Linked DNA regions of Mus musculus: all the other regions are linked to region 2. Evidence: chromatin contacts called from public ChIA-PET and Hi-C data. All regions are on one chromosome and are shown on one strand. Each heading gives the region's core, a stretch centred on a gene start, on an enhancer-like site or on the middle of the called end of the contact. The rest is flanking DNA. Distances are from core to core; before and after follow the strand shown. Region 1 has its middle 21 kb from the start of Olfml3. Region 2 has its middle 7.4 kb from the start of Gm34049. Region 3 holds the start of Olfml3 (olfactomedin-like 3).

Evidence for each region. A called contact is a pair of places that touch in the nucleus more often than the background predicts. ChIA-PET counts read pairs in DNA pulled down with a chosen protein or histone mark.
Region 1: a contact with region 2 is called in an RNA polymerase II ChIA-PET map of memory CD8 T cells, with 86 read pairs. The contact joins two enhancer-like sites. A contact is called at or near these places in 2 of 484 Hi-C or Micro-C datasets (bone marrow-derived macrophages and nephron progenitors), 3 of 115 datasets of contacts at active chromatin or transcription factors (double positive thymocytes, embryonic stem cells and memory CD8 T cells) and 1 of 9 other capture datasets (embryonic stem cells).
Region 3: a Hi-C map of uterus shows a contact between it and region 2, with 3 times the contacts expected there. The contact joins the promoter of Olfml3 here to the enhancer-like site in region 2. A contact is called at or near these places in 14 of 39 promoter capture datasets (the 3T3-L1 cell line, 3T3-L1-derived adipocytes, the HPC-7 cell line and 8 more), 2 of 15 datasets of contacts at CTCF or cohesin (the NIH/3T3 cell line and embryonic stem cells), 7 of 484 Hi-C or Micro-C datasets (CD4 T cells, embryonic stem cells, trophoblast stem cells and 1 more), 14 of 115 datasets of contacts at active chromatin or transcription factors (the NIH/3T3 cell line, T-cell acute lymphoblastic leukemia, bone marrow-derived macrophages and 8 more) and 4 of 9 other capture datasets (adipose tissue, embryonic stem cells, liver and 1 more).

Annotation. Positions count from the first base shown.
Region 1 is chr3:103,715,665-103,718,537 of GRCm38.p6, reverse strand. No RefSeq gene overlaps it. Among named protein-coding and RNA genes, the nearest start is that of Olfml3, 21 kb to the left of the region's middle. Within about 2 kb of position 1,602, at least 97 of the 459 cell types and tissues checked have an H3K27ac peak or open chromatin away from gene starts, as enhancers often do. A contact at or near this core is called in memory CD8 T cells, where this site is marked.
Region 2 is chr3:103,492,612-103,495,511 of GRCm38.p6, reverse strand. No RefSeq gene overlaps it. Among named protein-coding and RNA genes, the nearest start is that of Gm34049, 7.4 kb to the left of the region's middle. Within about 2 kb of position 1,306, at least 30 of the 459 cell types and tissues checked have an H3K27ac peak or open chromatin away from gene starts, as enhancers often do. A contact at or near this core is called in memory CD8 T cells and uterus, where this site is marked.
Region 3 is chr3:103,736,504-103,739,361 of GRCm38.p6, reverse strand. It overlaps Olfml3 (olfactomedin-like 3), which reads left to right and starts at 1,361. Exons shown (of 3, transcript NM_133859.2): 1 at 1,361-1,540; 2 at 2,125-2,410; 3 at 2,699-2,858. The coding sequence starts at 1,427.

The sequences.
Region 1 (2,873 bases), core at 353-2,852, 220 kb before region 2:
TAAAAAAAAAAAAAACCCAGCCTACCTAATTAAAAATATAATACACACTAACTGTGAGGAATGTGAAAGAAGAAAAAAAAAAAATCACCCTCCCCTATGCAACCATAGGCCTTCCTGGTCATTTTATATTTATTTTTGTTTTATTTACATATATACCATTGGAAATATTCAGAAACAATATCTTGGAAGATGTTTTTAGATTTCTCTGTACTGTAGGAGAAAATTTCCCACATGGGTAATTTTTCTTCATGAGAGTTTTATGGCTGCATAAGACTCTCCTCTTACCCAGCAGCCCAGCCTGACTGTGGGCCATTTATGTTTATCGCAAACAGCACTCGGTATTAGTTACTTTTCTCAGAGTTGTGACCAAGTAGCCAGCCAGTGCAGCCTAGAGAAGGAAGGGTTTATCTTGGGTCGCATCCCAGAAGGGGAAGACATGATGGAGGGGTGGGGAGGAAGGGGAAGAGGGGGGACGTGGTGTCTGTAATCAGGAAAAAGACTTGAATGCCGGGCTCAGTTCACATGCTCCAGTTCATTGGTTCTGGGTTCCCAGCCAACAGAAAGGTGGTGCCCTCCTTTAACATGGACCCTCCTTTTCTCAAACCTCTCTGGAGACCTCTCCCGGACACACTCAAAGGTTTCTAGGTGATGGTGATTTCGTCAAGTTGTCAATGAGGACTGAGCATCACACACTGAAGAGAACACACGCATTCCAACACAACCCATCAGACTACCTTCTCAGGCTAGCTTCCTGGAAGTCTAGTTGAGCAAGGCCTCTGGCATATATTGTCTAGCTGCCCCCTGGAAACTTTCCGTTCACAGGAGGAAGGCAGCTGTGGTTCTCTGAGCTCTGCCTATCACCAACACTGCAGCAACTCTCCCTTTCAAAACTGATGGACTGTGCTGCGTCGTGGTGATTTAGAACACAACTAATTCCTCCACTAACCTCACAGTTTTCTGGGGGTGCTTTGGGCCTGGCCCGCCTCCAGTAGCGCTGTGAACCCGCAGTCTACAGATGAGCTCCCTAGAGCAGCTGCATTCCATTGCTGAGGGGAGAGCGACTCTGTGCCCTGCAGAGTCACCACCGGGTACATTCTAGAATGCTGGGCTTGGTTCACATCATTTCATTTTCTTCCTCTTCTTCTTTCTCGTGGTCTCCTGGGGTGAGAGAAATAGCATTCACGTTCTATAGCTTCTGTCAGCTGCATCTCCAGTGGAGAAAGAGCTTCAGGGAGGCGTCCTGAGGCAAGGCTGCTGCTGTCTCTCAGATTACTCCCACATGGCACTGGTCCCTGTTCATGTTTGCAGAATGAGTCTGCTCATTGCCCCATCATCATTTAGACTTGTTCTTAGGTTGTGGGGAAAGAGAATGGTGGGCAGCTAAGTTGTTTACTACAGAGACCTCTCTCTCCCCCTCTCCGTGTGTGTGTGTGTGTGTGTGTGTGTGTGTGTGTGTGTGTGTGTAGCTGCCGCATGCTACTTGTAGGGAGGGAGCTGCCCTAGGGATCTCTTTGAACCCAACAATGGAAATATCTGGATGGTTTGTTCTGGGTCTGTGTCCAGGGTGACTCCCAGAAGCTGGCTCCTGCTAGAGAAGAGGCGGCATGTGGTGAGAGGTTGGGCTGAGGCCTGGCATTACAGACAGACTATGTGCAAACCCCAAAGGAGCCTCGGGTTGCACAGAACTTCTTTTGCTACTGTGGTCCTGGGGCAGTGGTAGTGGGGGGATATAGACTCTCTTCCTGTTTAGCTGCTAGGTCTTCTCTGCTATGGCAGCCACCCCCCCCCTTTTTTTTTCTTTTTCTTTTTTTTCTTTCTTTCTTTTTTTTTTTTTTGCTGTGGTGATTTCTCCATCTGCTAAAGATGGAAGATTTCAGAGCTGGATTGTTTTCCCTGGACCAAATTTCTCTCTCTCTGCCCAGGAGGCCTCCCCTTGCCGCAGCCTGTTCCTCTCCATTGTGTGCAAAGCGCTGCTGGTTTCTGGGCTAGGGTGAAGCATGCATACAGCTGTGGGTTGGCTCCATTCCAGGCGAAGTCACCAGAGACAAAGCAGTGGCCTATGGCTCCTGCGGCCACCACGGAGGAACAAAAGGTTGAGGTCTCTGCCACCCACGAAGCCACATTAAGACTGCCTTCTGCAGGGACACTCAAGGCCAGTGAGGGCAAGAGCCTTCTGCCCCCATTCATCTTCCAGCTCGGTAAATGCAAGCTTCTGAGACTGGGGCCAGACAACACGTCTCAGGTTCTGCAAGTTCTCCAGAACTGCTTCAGTTTTTGACTTTGTGTGTGTGTGTGTGTGTGTGTGTGTGTGTGTGTGTGTGTGTGATATGCTGTGCAAAAATTCTTATACCATTTGTGCTGTGAAACTTACTGCTAGCCAAGGTTTCTGTATATGCATCCTTGGGGAACCTATGAAAAACTCCCTCTTTAAAAGGGCTGAATTTTACACAAGTGTGAGGAATATTCCACAGCGTTTCTAATGAGAACAACTCCCTTCACAGAGCTTTTCATCAGCAGCAAATGCTGTGCGGTGGCTCACTTCACTTCAATGGCACCAGAAGCTGGGCATCGCCATTGCCAGGACCATTTGGCAAAGTAGGGAAGAGAAGCTTAGAGGCCAAATGACTAACCAATGCCATGTGGGACAGTTATCCATGAGCAAAATGCCAATCTGAACCCAAAGCCTATGCATGCCCTTAGATTTATAAGAATTTCCCTTGAGAGGCTAGGCAGTGAAGAGACAAGAATTGAATGTGGTTATATAAATGAATGTCAATATATATCTATACAGGTATTGATATAGACATATAGACACATGTGTATATATTAGGCTATAGACCAGGAAGGGACTTCGCCTGCTCACACAGAATCAG
Region 2 (2,900 bases), core at 57-2,556:
CACAACATCACAAGGTAAAAAAAATCAAAACTATCACTAATTGAGGACTGTCTTTCACTTAGTCATAGTTTATTGAGTAAGATAAAATAAATCTTAAAATGTCTTTTCTCTTTAAGAAGTGGAAATGGAAAATTCTAATCTAAATGAGGTCAGAGAAGAGTAAGGAAAAGGTAGGAAGTGGTGGGGTCTTGACTAGAGGAAGTGAGTCTCCTTGTTACCCTCAGCTGGTCACTCAGTTTAAAAGTAAAAAGGCCAGATTCTCTAATGCTTTAAGAGAAGATAGGTGTTACTGTCTTGGTTTATGGTAGGACTGAGTCTCAATAAACCAAGTGTAGGTTCATAAACATGTGGATTTTTAAATATCTGGCAATGTGCTAGTTAGTTTTAAATGTCAAGTTAACACAGTTTAGAGTCACCTAGGAAGAACATCTTAATTGAGGGATTGATTATCTAGATCAGGTTGGCCCATGGGGCCTTCTGTGGGTCATTGTCTTCACTTTTACTTGGCCCAGCCCACTATGGGTGGTACAATTCCCTAGGCTGTGCACTGAACTGTGTAAGAGTAAAGGAACCTATTTGAACATAAGCATTAAGCAAACTAGGATATACATGTTTATTCTTTGTCTCTCTTGGCTATAGATATGATGCTTTAAGTTTCCACCTTGACTTTCCAGCAATAGTGGACTGTAACTTGGAATTGTATGCCAAATAAGCCCAATATGAAGTAGGGCAAGCAACAAAGTCAAATTTTAGAAGATTAAACACATCTGTAGTGGAGTCTGTGAGCATAGACTTCTGTTTCTAGTCTATCAAGCAGACTCAAAGCACTGCAGGGGAGAAGCATTTGGAAGACTCTTTCAGGAGCTGATAAGGATCCAGATGATGGGAAACAAAACTGGGAAGAATAGTTTCAGGATCCAGAGAGCTAAAGACCTGAGTCACTGGAGCTCTAGAATGCCAGCGTTGTCAGCAAAGCCACCTGCCTGGGGGGAGATCTGGAGTGCCTAGATGAAGAGCTGTGTGTCCATGACAGCCACCAAGAGGGACCACAGCCCTCACCTACTTTCTGTTGATAACCCAACCTTCCTCTATCTTAGACTTGAAACCATATATACATAAGAGAAACTAGATCCACTCCTGTTTATGATTAAATCTGTTTCTCAAGGATTGGGCTATGACCACAGGTAACCTTAACAACAAATGATTCTGTACTGCCTGTTCCAGGAACTTGTAACCACTCCTTTGTTTCAAAGGTTATTATGACCACCTTCTTATAGCTACCTTGTAACCATGTCATTGTTTCAGGAAGTTGCTTTCACCAACTTGTTCTGCTCGAGTTCTGCTTCTGTAACCCCACCTATTTGTCTGCCAACCCTCCTTCCTATTTGGAAACTCCCTTCTCCTGATGTGAGAATCAAAGTTATGTTTTAAGTTTTAATTTCTGTGCGTACGAGATCCCTAGAACACAAATGCCTCTAACCTGTAAGCCCTTTGCCCAAAGACAGGTATTTTCTGAGATTTAAGGGGCTGTTGTCTATAGAAGCTAATAAACCTATGTTTCCACTTTCCTAAACAAGTTTGGTTGACCCAACTCCACCAAATGTGCTTGATCGCATGTAGGTGAGAGATATGTAGGTAGGAAATACATCAGAATGTGTGCTTACCACCAACTGGGCAAAGGTAAGAAGTTACATAGCCTATGGGTTTGCTTTATAAGCACCTGGCCAGTGTAGCTTGTGGCTATTTTCTGGGAGCCCCAGAATGGGCCTGGGCAGAGTCTATTATCCTGACCAGTATTTTATTAAAGCTTGCTTCAGATACTACTCACAACTGTGGTAGTGGTCATATGCTTTCCAGGTGGGATTAACACTAAACTATATATATAAAAGCCCTTATCCTCCCCATGTCCTAGGCTGAGCTCTTGAACCCTGCCTTTAGGGAGAGACAGCCTATGTACACAAATTTTTTTTTCCATTTTTTATTAGGTATTTCGCTCATTTACATTTACAATGCTATACCAAAAGTCCCCCATAGCCACCCACCCCCTCTCCCCTACCCACCCACTCCCCTTTTATGGCCCTGGCGTTCCCCTGTACTGGGGCATATAAAGTTTGCGTGTACACAAATTTTTAAAAGGCTTGCTTTAACTACTTTGGCTATGATGACTTGGGCCGATGGGCTCTCTCCTTCCATCTGCGGGATTAACATTGTGCAGAGTCCGTCACCCAGTTCAAACAAGGGAGGGAAAGTTCCATAAAACTAGGCACATCAGACTTCCTCCAGCTAGAAATAATAACAGCAACAATGCTTTAGACTCAGACGCCCCTGAACAGTAGCTTTTAAAGAGTGGGTCATGGAGCCCTAAGAACCCAAGGCTCTCAGAAGGTTTTTAAGGTAAAACAATTTCTCATAATAACCTGAAAATAGTATTTATCTCTTGGGCTGAGCTGACATTTGTGTGATGGCCAAGGGGAGTGACACCAAGCCCTTCCTGTGCCTCAGGCCTGGGCTGCGCTGGGTACATCACCACACAATGAAGATGCACTTAGGGAGGTTCTGGATGCAGCAGTAAAGACTGTTTATCCCCTCAACCTTGAGTCTGCGTTGTGGCAGCTCCTGTGCCCACTGCCAAGCCTCCTGAGGGGCTGCTGTGGCGCTTACCTTGATGAAAAGCTCTGGAAGGAGGAGGGATCCGAGCTGCAAGGGGGTCCCCACCCCCTTGTTTCCCTTCTTAATGGAACACCATTTTTACCTTAAGAGAATCACTGGTAGACAAAATGTGGTTATTCAGACTCGAATATGTGGCAGTTTATTTTCAAATGAGCAAAATGAGCCTGTCACATCAGAGAAACCCACGAACAGCATTTGTTGCTAACGATAGCATTGAAGTTTCAAGAAAA
Region 3 (2,858 bases), core at 112-2,611, 240 kb before region 2:
CACAGACACATAATGAACTCTTAAAAACAAGAAGAACCTCTGATCCAATTTCTCTTGATTCCAAAGTGAACAAAATTTTCTCCTGAAAAGAAACTGGAATTTGTCTAGATTAATCACTGCAGGCCCCTTTGTAAATGCTGCATATTTGACTTCTTCTGATGTATGTTCCTGCCTAGCTCCCCTGTAGCTTTAGCTGGATAGAAAGGAGGAACATGGGCTGGAGAGAAGGCTTAGTAGTTGAGTGTACTGTTCTTTCAGAGGAGAGGGGCTCAGTGCTCAGGAACAATAGGCAGCGCACAATCTCCTAAAATTCAGCTCTGGAAGATCTGACGTCCTCGTCTGGTCCCCACGGATACCTGTATCCCATGCAGATACCTGTATACAGACACATAAAAGCATATGTAACTGAAAAACCAAATTTTTTTTTACTTAATTTTAAAGAAATGAGAGATACTTACAAATGCCCTACTGAACCATAACCAAGAAAGGCGATCAATAGTCTGTTCTCTCCCAGTGATAGGAAGGTCAGAATATATTTGTTTTCCTTTAGACTATGTTGTACATATTTTTTTTTTCAGGTTTCTCCCCTAAATCCATGAATGTAAACTAGCATGTCCTTGCTGCACCCTCCTATTTGGGAAATACCTGGAAAGTCATGTCAAGGATATTTAAGTCAGCTAGCTTAAAACAAAAACAAAAAACCCCACCTCCCATTTCTCAACAACCTCCAGTTTTGTTTCTATTCCTTTCCTTGGGCTAAATCAGAGATTTGGTACTCCATAGGGAGCCCTGTGATTTGGCTTGCTTAGGTTGAGATTCTCCACACGGTGAAGTCCTCGCCTGATTTCTTTGCCATGGGAGATGGCCCCAGAATGCTCAGCACAAGGTGGCGCCAATGAGCTATAGAAAGTTGACTTCCCTTTGCCCCAACCCCCATCCCCTCAAACCTCATCTCCTGTGTTTCTGGCTTCACTGAACAAGGCAGAAAATCCATTCTGTTATTTCTGGAGAAGGGATAGGTTAATGAAGGGTGCTGGGTTCTTACCGAGTCAGCACTGGAAGCCCTCTCCTAAAACGAATGGAGTTTGCTGAGTTTTCCGGGGGTCTCGGCTTCCTGCAACTTGCTCATTTTTCAGAAGGCCTCTGCCTCCAGATTGCCATCTCTCCCCTTTCCGGAGGAGCTCACAAGTCTAAGTTGCTGGTAGTTAAGGCTTCTGGCGACTGTGCAAAGGGGCCATCTGTGTTTGATCAGGCCAGGCGGGAAGGAGGGGGTGGGGGTTGTAAAGAGACTGAAAGCATTCCAGAGTAGTGAGAGACACCAGAGATGGGAAGGAGGAGGCCCCGCCCCCGCCCCGCCCCCAGAGCTAACGGGCTGGAGGGAAAGAGGCCGAATGCACACACTCCTCTGGCCCCACTTAAGGCTGCCATGGGGCCCAGTGCTCCTCTGCTGCTCCTCTTCTTTTTGTCATGGACGGGACCCCTTCAGGGACAGCAGCACCACCTTGTGGAGTACATGGAACGCCGACTAGCTGCCTTAGAGGTGAGGGACTTGTTTCTCTTCTCACCCAGGATGAGTCCACATCTATAGGTGCAACTAGCTGTCAGGGCTCTGGGAGTGACAAGATCGGGTTGTGTAAGAAGTCCTTAATGACGAGTAGCCTCTTAACTACAGACTTTTATTTCCCCAACATAAGACAATTGCCCAGCAAATAAACGCAACACGGCTCCCTCAGATTAGATGGAATAAGGGGGCAGGGGAAATGAGAGTCAGAATCGGGCTGCATCTATGCTGCTATACTGTTCAAGTTTCCCAGGCAATCTGCCTGCAACTTCCTGTCCGTTTCTTCCCCGCACCCCACATCTACTCCCTTTTGGACAATTTGAAGTCTGTAGCATCCTAATTTCCTGGAGGCTCAGATCACTGAGAACGCAAGGTGAAGGACTCTTATTCAGGCAAATTAAGCCAGGTTCCTCGGATGGGATGGTACCACTGACTAGTCTCCTCTGCTGTGGGAGCATGGCTGAGCTGGTCCCTTTCCTGGCCCTGACTCCCTGGCTGGGCCTCTGCTTGTCTGGGAGCTATAAACCTGCAACCCACCCTTCCTGACTCCCCGATCCCTTCAGGAACGGCTGGCCCAATGCCAGGATCAGAGTAGTCGGCATGCTGCCGAGCTTCGGGACTTCAAAAACAAGATGTTGCCTCTCCTGGAGGTGGCAGAGAAGGAGCGGGAGACCCTCAGAACTGAAGCAGACTCCATCTCAGGAAGAGTGGACCGTCTTGAAAGGGAGGTAGACTATCTGGAGACACAGAACCCAGCTTTGCCCTGTGTAGAGCTGGATGAGAAGGTGACTGGAGGTCCTGGAGCCAAAGGCAAGGGCCGAAGAAATGAGAAATACGATATGGTGACGGGTAAGTGATCTCACAGAGGTCCAGACAGTTTCAGAACTCCCCTTTCCTGCTTTTCTTCTTGTCCCAAGCCACCATAGCTCTATCTTTCAGAATGACACATTCATTGAGAGTTTCTAGAGGCCTGTCCTTTATCGGTACTCCATCTCTCAACCCTCCGTGAGTGGACACATGCACGGAAAAGTGTGTCTCTGTTCCCCAGGTGGCCCACTCTGGGGGAAGTTCCTGTTATACACATCTAACTCTTGGCCTCTGTTTCCTTCTCCTGTGCTTTCTCCTCTTCCCCACCAGACTGTAGCTACACAGTCGCTCAGGTGAGGTCAATGAAGATCCTGAAGCGGTTTGGTGGTTCAGTTGGCCTATGGACCAAGGATCCGCTGGGGCCAGCAGAGAAGATCTACGTGTTAGACGGCACCCAGAACGACACGGCTTTTGTCTTCCCAAGGCTGCG